2 separate regions of the Sus scrofa genome follow, and region 2 is linked to region 1. The links are chromatin contacts, called in public HiChIP or PLAC-seq maps. All regions are on one chromosome and are shown on one strand. The core of a region is the stretch at or near the end of the contact, and the rest is flanking DNA. Distances in the headings are between cores, read along the strand shown.

What was found. HiChIP or PLAC-seq counts read pairs in DNA pulled down with a chosen protein or histone mark.
Region 2: an H3K27ac HiChIP or PLAC-seq map of skeletal muscle shows a contact between it and region 1, with 4 times the contacts expected there. The contact joins the enhancer-like site here to the promoter of RSL24D1 in region 1. A contact is called at or near these places in 6 of 47 Hi-C or Micro-C datasets (embryonic fibroblasts, fetal heart ventricle, heart right ventricle and 2 more) and 1 of 2 datasets of contacts at active chromatin or transcription factors (skeletal muscle).

Annotation. Positions count from the first base shown.
Region 1 is chr1:116,609,625-116,614,674 of Sscrofa11.1, forward strand. It overlaps RSL24D1 (probable ribosome biogenesis protein RLP24), which reads left to right and starts at 2,711. Exons shown (of 6, transcript XM_003480359.4): 1 at 2,711-2,846. The coding sequence starts at 2,766.
Region 2 is chr1:116,797,809-116,802,858 of Sscrofa11.1, forward strand. No RefSeq gene overlaps it. Among named protein-coding and RNA genes, the nearest start is that of RSL24D1, 190 kb to the left of the region's middle. Within about 2 kb of position 2,298, at least 10 of the 83 cell types and tissues checked have an H3K27ac peak or open chromatin away from gene starts, as enhancers often do. A contact at or near this core is called in skeletal muscle, where this site is marked.

The DNA.
Region 1 (5,050 bases), core at 1,461-3,960:
GGTTCTCATTGGTGAGAGGGTAGGAAATTTCTTGTTGAAGCAGTGGGATAAAACTGAGAGCATTGCAAATGAACAGCTTGGGAAGACTGATGAGGCTTTTCTATAATTGTTGAGAGGGATGAAAGAGGGAGAAGATCAAACAAGAGTAAAATAATTTTCAGTCACTTGGTTGACAGTGAAGTGTTGGGCAAATGTTTATTGCTATAACTTCTGATATGTTGTTATTAACATTGTTCTGGAACTGCATGTCAAATGATTAGCAAAGAAAAAATAAACATAAGTATCCCATAAAAGGAAAATATATATAGTCACAGATTATAACTAGACAAACTGATTCTAAAAGTAAACAACAACAACAACAAAAATCCAGAACTTTGAGAAATAGCTAGAGAAACAAGGAATAAGGCCAAGGAAGGAAGAGTAGACTGCAGGTAAACCCAATTATTTTAAATACTACCATAATTTAAGTATTTTGGAACTGGCGCATATATAGTTAAAACAATTGAACAAGTCAGCCATACAATGAGACACCAACATCAAATACTTTCACTGATATGAGGAATTTGAAAAAAGGACAGACTGAACTTCTTTGCAGAACAGATGCTGACTCACAGACATTGAAAAACTTAACATCTCCGGAGGAGACAGTTTGGGGGGTGGGGGGATATGCTTGGGTTATGGGATGGAAATCCTGTGAAACTGGATTGTTATGATCATTACATAACTACAAATGTGATAAATTCATTTGAGTAATAATAATAATAATAATAATAAACAGTTGAGCAAAGCAGAATCCGGAGGTAGACCTGTAGATAAGTGATATTTTGAATTAGTTGGGGAAGTGATGTCTTAGTCAAACCATGGTATTGGAAAAAAATCCCCCATTGGAATCCTATGTTATTATTTATACGTAAGCAGATTTCAGGTTAGCTGAGAATTCAAATGTGGAAAATGATACTATAAAAATAATAGAGAAGAATCTTTGGAAAGCAGTTTTCAAGAGGAAAATGCAGTTTCAAGCAAAATACCAAATGCAAAACCATAGAAGAAAAGATTAGTTAAGTTCGGACACATATAAATAAAACATTTATGCATGGAAAAACACAGTAAGCAATATAGTATTGATAAATTGGAAAAATAATGTATAAATGTCGGCAATGCTCTAAATTTACTATGAAAAACGCTGTTAAAAATCAACAACACAGGAGTTTCCGCTGTGGAAAGTCAGTGGGTTAAGAACCTGACTTCAGTGGCTCTGGTGGCTGTGGAGGCATGGGTTTCACCCCAGCCCAGTGCAGTGGGTTAAAGGATTCAGCATTGCTGCAGTTTCAGTTTGGATTCAATCCTTGGTCTGGGAAATTCCATATGCAGAGGGTGCAGTCATTAAAGAAGTCAGCAACATAGTAGAAAACTGTAAAGGACACAAACAGGCAATTTGTGGAGGAAAAATTTTCACACATTTGTGAAGACTCCTAGGCCCATTCATAAATAAATGCAAGTTAGTAATGAAAAAATATTTAACATCAGATTGGCGAAGATCACCTTTGACAAAAACTTGATTAATTATCGTTCTTATTCATTGTTGTTAAGTGTTAATTGGTATAATGTTTTGGAAGGCATTTAATCTTATTTACCAAATTTTAAAAGTGCACAGAGGCCCAGCAGCTGTATACAGATAAACTCTTGAAAATAAGGATGCTTATTAGGTCAAAAAATAGGAAACAAATATCCTTCCATAGGTAACCATTTAAAATTACACTCTCCTGCAGTTGCATATATGTAACTATGGAAAACAATGTTTAGTATTCATTGATAACAAAACGTGTACTGAATGCTTAATTATATGCCAGGAACTGTTAATAGGATTGGGAAGAATAGTGATAAACAAAAGGACAAAAGTCCCTGGGGTCATCGAGCTCACACTCCATTGAAGGGAGGCAGATTACAGCAAGATGAAGAAGACAGTGAACATGATGCTCATTAAAGTTATAAAGAAGAGGGAGTGGAGATACGCACACACAAAAGAACATGTTTGTCTATGCACATAAAACCTCTGCTAGGTGATAAAAGGAAGTGATTGCTACTGGAAAAGACTAGAGGTCTGGGGAGAGAACCTTCGTTTCCTGTGGAATTTTTTTTTTTTTTAATATCTGTATCTATCTCTCTCTATATCTATATATATATTAAAAGGCGGTGGGGAGTTAGGGTGGTGAACACAGCTATGAGTCTTTAAAACATTGCTGGTGAGGTCCTTTGAGCCTGGTCAATTGCTTCGGTTGCAGCGGCGGCTGCAAGTGCCCGCCGCGGACACTAGGCAAGTCCGCTTGGGACCGGAATAAGGGTCGGGGCTCGCGCCGGCCGTGGACAAAGGGATTTCTAGACAAGTGTGGAGAGCCGTCTGGCGAAAGCACGAACCGGAGACAAAATTACATGAGTAAAAGGTGACATTATACGACCCGGTAAGTCCAAAAACTAAACACTAAACGAGCCAGTTCAGACGTCTGCACAGAACTACGCCACACCTTCCCAGAGAGGTCAGCCGCTCAGACTCTGTCTCCTGCGCCTGCGCCAAAAGGCAGCGCTTTTGCGGGCGCAGCCGCGAGGAGGCGCAGTCACATTCGGATCACTTTCCGGGGGCCGGCAAGAGCGAAGGACCATTGCCACTTCCGGGTGGAGACCTGAAAAGGGAGTCACTTCCTGTGACGGGGCTACGTCACTTCCTTCAACCTCGGCGTTTGCCGGGCGGGTTCCCACGCGCGTTCAGCATGAGGATTGAGAAGTGTTATTTCTGTTCGGGGCCTATCTACCCAGGCCATGGCATGATGTTCGTCCGTAACGATTGCAAGGTGAGGCGGCCAGGAGCCTCGCGCGCCGCACTGCGCTCCCGCGGGCCTCTCGGCTTGGGGTTTCTCTGCGCTTGCGGGCTTTGGCCCGGGGTTTCCGCGCGTGAGGGTGGTTTCGCTAGGGGCTCAGACCTTGATCTCCCACTTGGGGAGTTTCTTGTCTGCGTCCCGACCACAGCTGGTTACTAGGCCGTCCTTGAATGAAGCGGGCCGCGATGAGGCTCAGGAGCGATCCCAGCAAGCCCCGACTGGGAAGCCGGCGGTCTTTTTGCCCACTCTTGTACAGGGGCCAAGGTCTTAACTTTGTTGAAAGCATGCCCTGTCAAGCGTCATTGTCGAGGCCCCTTTATATATAAATAAATAAGACCCGGGTCGGCCATAGGGTCTTATGATAGAAATGTTGCATATGGCTTAATAGTAATGTGTTATGAAGCTACTGGAGGTGAGTTGGGGAGTAGTTGGTATGTGAAAAGGTATAGAAAGGAGGTAACATTTATCCTGAATCTTGAATTTTGCTTAAGAACGTGAAAAGAAGGCATTCTAGGTGGGAGGAAAACGGACCGTTTGACCAAGGGTACAGAGTGCAGCAGTTACGTCTCTGTTTAAGCCGGTGACGGATTGCAGGTGGTGATAGAGGCTAGGGATAGGGCTTTAAATACAAATATAAATCTATAAAAAAGGTACCTGTGTAAACATAAAATATAAACATATAGACGTTTCTTGACTTTCGATGGGGTTGCTTCTCAGTACCCATTTTAGGTTGCAAACGTGAAAACCTAACCTACTGAATATCATGTTTAACCTGGCCTTCCTTAAACGTGCTCAGAACACGTACGTTAGCCTACAGTAGGGCAAAATCATCTAACACAAAACCTGTTTTATAATAAAGTGTTGAATATCTCATGTAACTTATTAAATACTGTACTGAAATTGAAAAACAGAATGATTGTGTGTATTCACCCTCGTAGTCTTGTGGCTGACTGGGAGCTTTGACTAGCTGTTGGGCATCTGGAGAGAGTTGTACTGGGTTTTGCTAGTGGGGAAAGATCAAAATTTGAAGTCTGGTTTCCACTGAATGTGTATGGCGTTTGTACCATGGGAAAGATGAACCCTTGTTAAGTTGAGGCCTGTTTGTATGAGGCTACATTGTGAAAGACTTCGGGAGTGATACCTGACTGCCTTTTCTTAACAGAATGAGTCTCATTCCTCTGTTTCTTAAATTTGATTCTGAATCACTGGAGAGTTGTAGAATGTTGATTTCTACCATAACTATTGAATTGGAATCTTTGTGGGGAGGGGAAGAGGATCTAGGAATCTGTATTTAATGAGAAGATTTTGACATGCTAAAGAATTACACTTCCTGCTTCATCACCTTGTATCTATTCTTTTCTTTTCTTTTTTGTCTTTTTTAGGGCTGCACCCATGTACCTATGCATATGGAAGTTCCTAGGCTACTAGGGTTTAATTGGCGCTACAGCTGCTGGCCTACGCCACAGCAATAGCAGTGTGGGATCGCAGTGTGGGATCCGAGCCCGTCTGCCACGTACACCATAGCTAATGGCAGTGCAGGCTCCTTAACCCACTGAGTGAGGCCAGGGATCAAACCTGAATCTTCATGGATACTAGTGCCGTTCATTACCACTGAGCCATGAATGACAGGAACTACACCTTGTATCTATTCTTTTTTTTTTTTTTTTTTTTTTTTTTTTTTAAGGGCCGCACCTACAGCTCATGTAGGTTCCCAGGCTAGGGGTCAAATCGGAGCTGTAGCTGCCTGCCTACACCACAGCCACAGCAATGCCAGCCTCATCTGCAACCGACACCACAGCTCATAGCAATGCCGGATCCCCAACCCACTGAGCAAGGCCAGGGATTGAACCCACAACCTCATGGTTCCTAGTCGGATTTGTTTCTGCTGCACCATTACGGGAACTCCGACCTTGTATCTATTCCTGATGGAAGATGTTGACCTACTAAATTACGAACAAGTGTTCTTGTAAAAGTGAGTGACCAAAGCTATGTTTGGGAACTGCGAAAAACATGTAGATTTTGAAATCCTGGTCTTAGGAACAGGACAAAGAATTTATAGACATGAATTAAGTGATTGCCAGGTTGGGGTCTAATTCAGGTGAGCTTTATGGCTTTGTAAAACATCTGGTCATCATGATTTTATTATTTTTATCTATCAGTGTTCATCATTTGGGTAT
Region 2 (5,050 bases), core at 1,048-3,547, 190 kb after region 1:
TTGACCATAGATGTATACCCTAATCACTCTGCCTCCAGTTTCTTCAGTTGTAAATTGGAATAATAATACCTACTTGACCAGGTGACTGTGAAGATTGAATGAGATGGAACATGTGGAACCTACTTCTTTTTCATTTACCCCCTTGTTGTCTCCCATTCTCTTTAGTTTCCATCCCTTTGGCAATTCCTATGATGCATCTTTCCTGTTTAATATATCACTTATATCTTCAAAAGTGTTAGAATGTTTATTTTTTGAAGTTCTGTGGCATCCCTTTGCACTTTTAGGTTCAGAGGACTTTGGAAATTTCTATCCTTCAATATTTTTTAATCTTTTAACAGCCAGGTGTGGCGTATGGAAATTCCCAGGCCAGGGGTCAAATCAGAGCTGCAGCTGCTGGCCTATGGCAGAGCCATGGCAAAGCAGGATCCGAGCCCCATCTTTAAACTACACCACAGCTCATGGCAACACTGGATCCTTAATCCACTGAGTAAAGTCAGGAATTGAACCCACATCCTCATGGATACTAGTCGGGTTTGTAACCCTCTGAGCCACAATGGGAACTCCCTCTGTTTTCAATTTTCTATAAGATGTTCGTCAAGTTATACACTCATAGTTTAAATCCTGTTGGGATTTGTGTTGTTTCCATCACTGACAATGTCACTTGTCAAAGTATCACCCACTTGTGGTTTTATCTGACAAACATGTATCAATCATCTTCTGCACATAAATTGCTGTGTTAGGGAGCCATGGATGTTTTTTCCTCTCAACATTTTATTATGTAAATTTTCAACAGAGAAAATAATTTTATAATCAACAACTGGCTTATACAATTACATGTCTAAACACATCTATTCTTCTATCTCTCCATCAGCCCCTCTCACTCTTGCCCTGAATACTTGAGCATGCGTATCAGAAACCATGGAAGGTTTTTGAGCAGGAGTGTAGTAAGACTAAAGCTACATATTATGTAAATGTCTCCTATGAAAATATGAATGTGATGGTGCTGGTCCTAGTGATCATGCCCTTCTCACTGCCTCTGTCCTTTCTCTTCTTTTAGGAGACTCGGTCAATGTCTAATACAGTAGGAAAAGCAGAGAGTTTCCATAAACTGAATGGGAGAGAGAAGGAAGGTGCTGATCTGACAGCATGCTTTCACACATGTACTGTAAAGGTAATATTGGTATGAGATTATGTGGCATAGGACTCAAAGTTCCTGGGCTTAATTTATCCAGGTCATCATTTTCGAAAGTATGTAGTTGCTGTGTTAGGAATTTTATCTCTATTATCTCTTGTTATCTTCACAGCAGCCCTTTGAGTTGGCATTACTTCTCCCATTTCTCTGATGTGTATACTGAGCATGACAATGTTTAAATCACTTGCTTGAATTACTTGGCTGGAGGTGGTATCACTGAACTTGGACCCTAGAAATAATGTTCTTCCTTTTCATTGGCTGTTGTCCAAAGCTAGCACTTATTCAACTTCTTGCAAACCACGGTGCTTCAGAAGGAAGTGTTATAGGAGCAAAGGAAATCAGCAAAAATTATGCCTCTTCTAATAGATAAATTATAGGAACTCACAGTCCCATGGTAGTGATTATCCAATGTTCCTTTCAATCTGTAGACACTGGTGAGGAAAGATTTCCCTCTTGGGCAGTCTACAGATTTGCTTTTGCTGGCATGGATATGTATCTCTCTCCTGGCCTGACCCCTGCTGATCTGATCGGCCTCTGTTCACCAACAGTATTCTTTCCCATCCATCTAAGGCACTCACTGCCCTTCCTGATTAAACCATAAGAAGTCCTGAAGATTTTCAAACCTCATTGGGGACTATGGTGCTTTCCCACTGCTCATGTCCTAGTAATATGAGGTCAGATTAGAGACTTGCTCCTTGAGGCCAATCCTCTCAATTTATGCATCAACTCTATTTCTTTGGTGGTAGGAGGTAGGGAGAAATAAGGAGAGCTTGTTACTTTTGAGAGATTTACATATGCCTCTTTTAAAAAAATGGTTAAAAACATATAACATGAAATTTACCTTCTTGTACCATTTTAAAGTACACAACTCAGGCATGGAGTGCTTAGGGTCGACCCTATCAGGACAGAGGGACCTGCTTGACTAGCATGTGTGTGGTGTGTGAGGTGGAGAAGTGTTGAGAAGAAAAGAGGGGTTTGTGACTGAATGCCTGGCTTAAGGATTCCCTAGGTTCAGGTGGAGTGAAACAAGCCTAAATAGGCAGCTGCAACATAAGCAGTGACTTGGAGCTGATCCACTGTCTGGACTATTTTTAGCAATGACGCACCGTGACTTTGCACTCTTAGCTAATATAATTGACGGCAGCAGGAGCCCACTGGGAACAACAGCTACAGCTAAGGACTCTCTGCTTTCCAGATCACATCATCTCATAATCCTTTTGAGCAAACCATGAAGCATTTCTAGACTTGTGAGACATTTCAAACTCTACACAATATTTTCCAAAATGTGAGGGGCAAAAGAAAAATGTGATTCAATATTACAACATTAACTCTATATGGGAACTTTTAACCAGTCTCTTCAGTCCCCTTAAAATCCAGTAACTAAATAAACAAATGCCAAACTAGAGCAAAATCGCAAAATTTTGTGTTTGCCAGAGTTAATAAAGAAAGGAAAATAGTACCATACTTAGCATAAATTTATTAGCCTCTAGGCCCACTGTTAAAACTATAGGTTAGGCAGTTACTAAATAAAACAAAATAATTAATTTGGTGTTCTTTTATAAAGGGATGCTGTATCACAGATATTGTAAGAATTCATATCAAGATTACTAAGAGATGATAGTTGCCTTAGCAACTCTAGATAGTTCTCTTCAGAAATGTAATAAGAAAAAAAGATTACAGACAAGTTCAGGAACTCCTAGAATGCCAAATCTGATGAAAATGCAATGAAAATTTAATTGCAATGAATAATTAGAAAATGCCCGTGGGAATCACAGGTTAATCATAAAAGCTGAAAGAGCTCAAGATTTTTATTTTACAGGCAAAGAAATTAGTTGCCTGAGAGGTTAAGTGTCCTGCCTAAGATCACATCCCATGTAAGTGGCTTCTCTTGAATTAATCCAAATCTTCCAACTCTTGCTCCAAATTGTTTATACTTCCTGGACTATCTTGGTACTCTCTATCCCTGACCTAATGCTAGATGCTATAGAAACCCCCAAAATGAATAAAACCCACTGATGGCCAACCAGGAACTTACTAGAAATCTCTTGCTAGGATGGCCATCTTTAGAGAACAAATTCTGAACTATCATCACCTTATTCCCCATGAAGACCTGAAGTCCAATAACCAGAATATGCAGACTTTAGAAAACACTTCACCAGTGGAACTGGTTGAGGACCACTTCCTGTTCCTAAGAGTCTCCCTTGCTGGAATCCTGTCACTCAAGGACTAACTAATGAGCTAGCCTGCTCTGATAGCCCCAGTATGGATAAAGAGTTGACTCAAGGTAAAGGAAAGCCAAATATATGGAGAGGCAAGAGGGAAAATAAGTTTATTTCATTTTTGTTATAAACATGTACTGATCAAGGCACCAAGGATACTAAGTTGAATAGTACATATTACCTGCCTTTAAAGATTTTTTTTCATTGTCTCAGCTTTTATTACATTTTCAATAGTTATTTCCCCAATACAATTTTTATTCTACTGTACAGCATGGTGACCCAGATACACATATGTATACATATTCTATTTTTGCACATTATCATGTTCCATCATAAGTGACTAGACATAGTTCCCAGTGCTATGCAGCAGGACCTCATTGCTAATCCATTCCAAAGGCAATAGTTTGTATCTATTAACCCTTAAGCTCCCCAACAACCCCACTCCCTCCCCCTCCTCCTTGGCAACCACAAGACTATTCTCCAAGTCCATGATTTTCTTTTCTGTATAAAGGTTCATTTGTGCCTTATATTAGATTCCAGATAGAAGTGATATCATATGACATTTACTCACTTCACTCAGTATGAGAATCCCTAGTTCCATCCATGTTGCCATAAATGGCATTATGTCATTCTTTTTTATGGCTGAGTAGTATTCCATTGTGTATATATACCACATCTTCCTAATCCAGTCATCTGTCAATGGACATTTGGGTTGTTTCCATGTCTTGGCTATTGTGAATAGAGCTGCAATGAACATGCAAGTGTATGTGCCTTTTTCAAGAAAAGTTTTATCCAGACATAGGCCCAAGAGAGGGATTGCTGGGTCATGTGGTAGTTCTATGAATAGATTTATAAGGTATCTTCACACTGGTCTCCATAGTGGTTGTACCAGCTTACATTCCCACCAACAGTGAAGGAGGGTTCCCTTTTCTCCACAATCCCTCCAACATTTGTTATTTGTGGACTTATTAATGATGGCCATTCTGACTGGTGTGAGGTGGTATCTCATGGTAGTTTTGATTTGCATTTCTCTAATAATCAGGGATGTTGAGCATTTTTTCATGTGCTTGTTGGCCATCTGTATATCTTCCTTGGAGAAATTCTATTCAGGCCTTTTGCCCATTTTTCCATTGGGTTGTTGGCTTTTTTGCTGTTGAGTTGTCTAAGTTGCTTGTATATTCTAGAGATTAAGCCCTTTTCAGTTGCATTATTTGAAATCATTTTCTCCCATTCTGTAAGTTGTCTTTTTGTTTTCTTTTTGGTTTCCATGTCATCAAGCCAGTGTGGTACTGGGACCAAAACAGACATATAGACCAATGGAACAGAATAGAGAACCCAGAAATAAACCCAAATAAACCCTGTCACCTATGGTCAATTAATCTTTGACAAAGGAGGCAAAAATATAAAATGGGAAAAAGACAGCCTTTTCAGCAAGCATTGCTGGGAAGCCTGGACAGCTACATGCAAACCAATGAAACTAGAACACAAGCTCACACCATGCACAAGAATAAACTCAAAATGGCTGAAAGACTTAAATATAAGACAGGACACCATCAAACTCCTGGAAGAGAACATAAGCAAAACATTCTCTGACATCAACCTTATGAATATTTTCTCAGGTCAGTCTCCCAAAGCAACA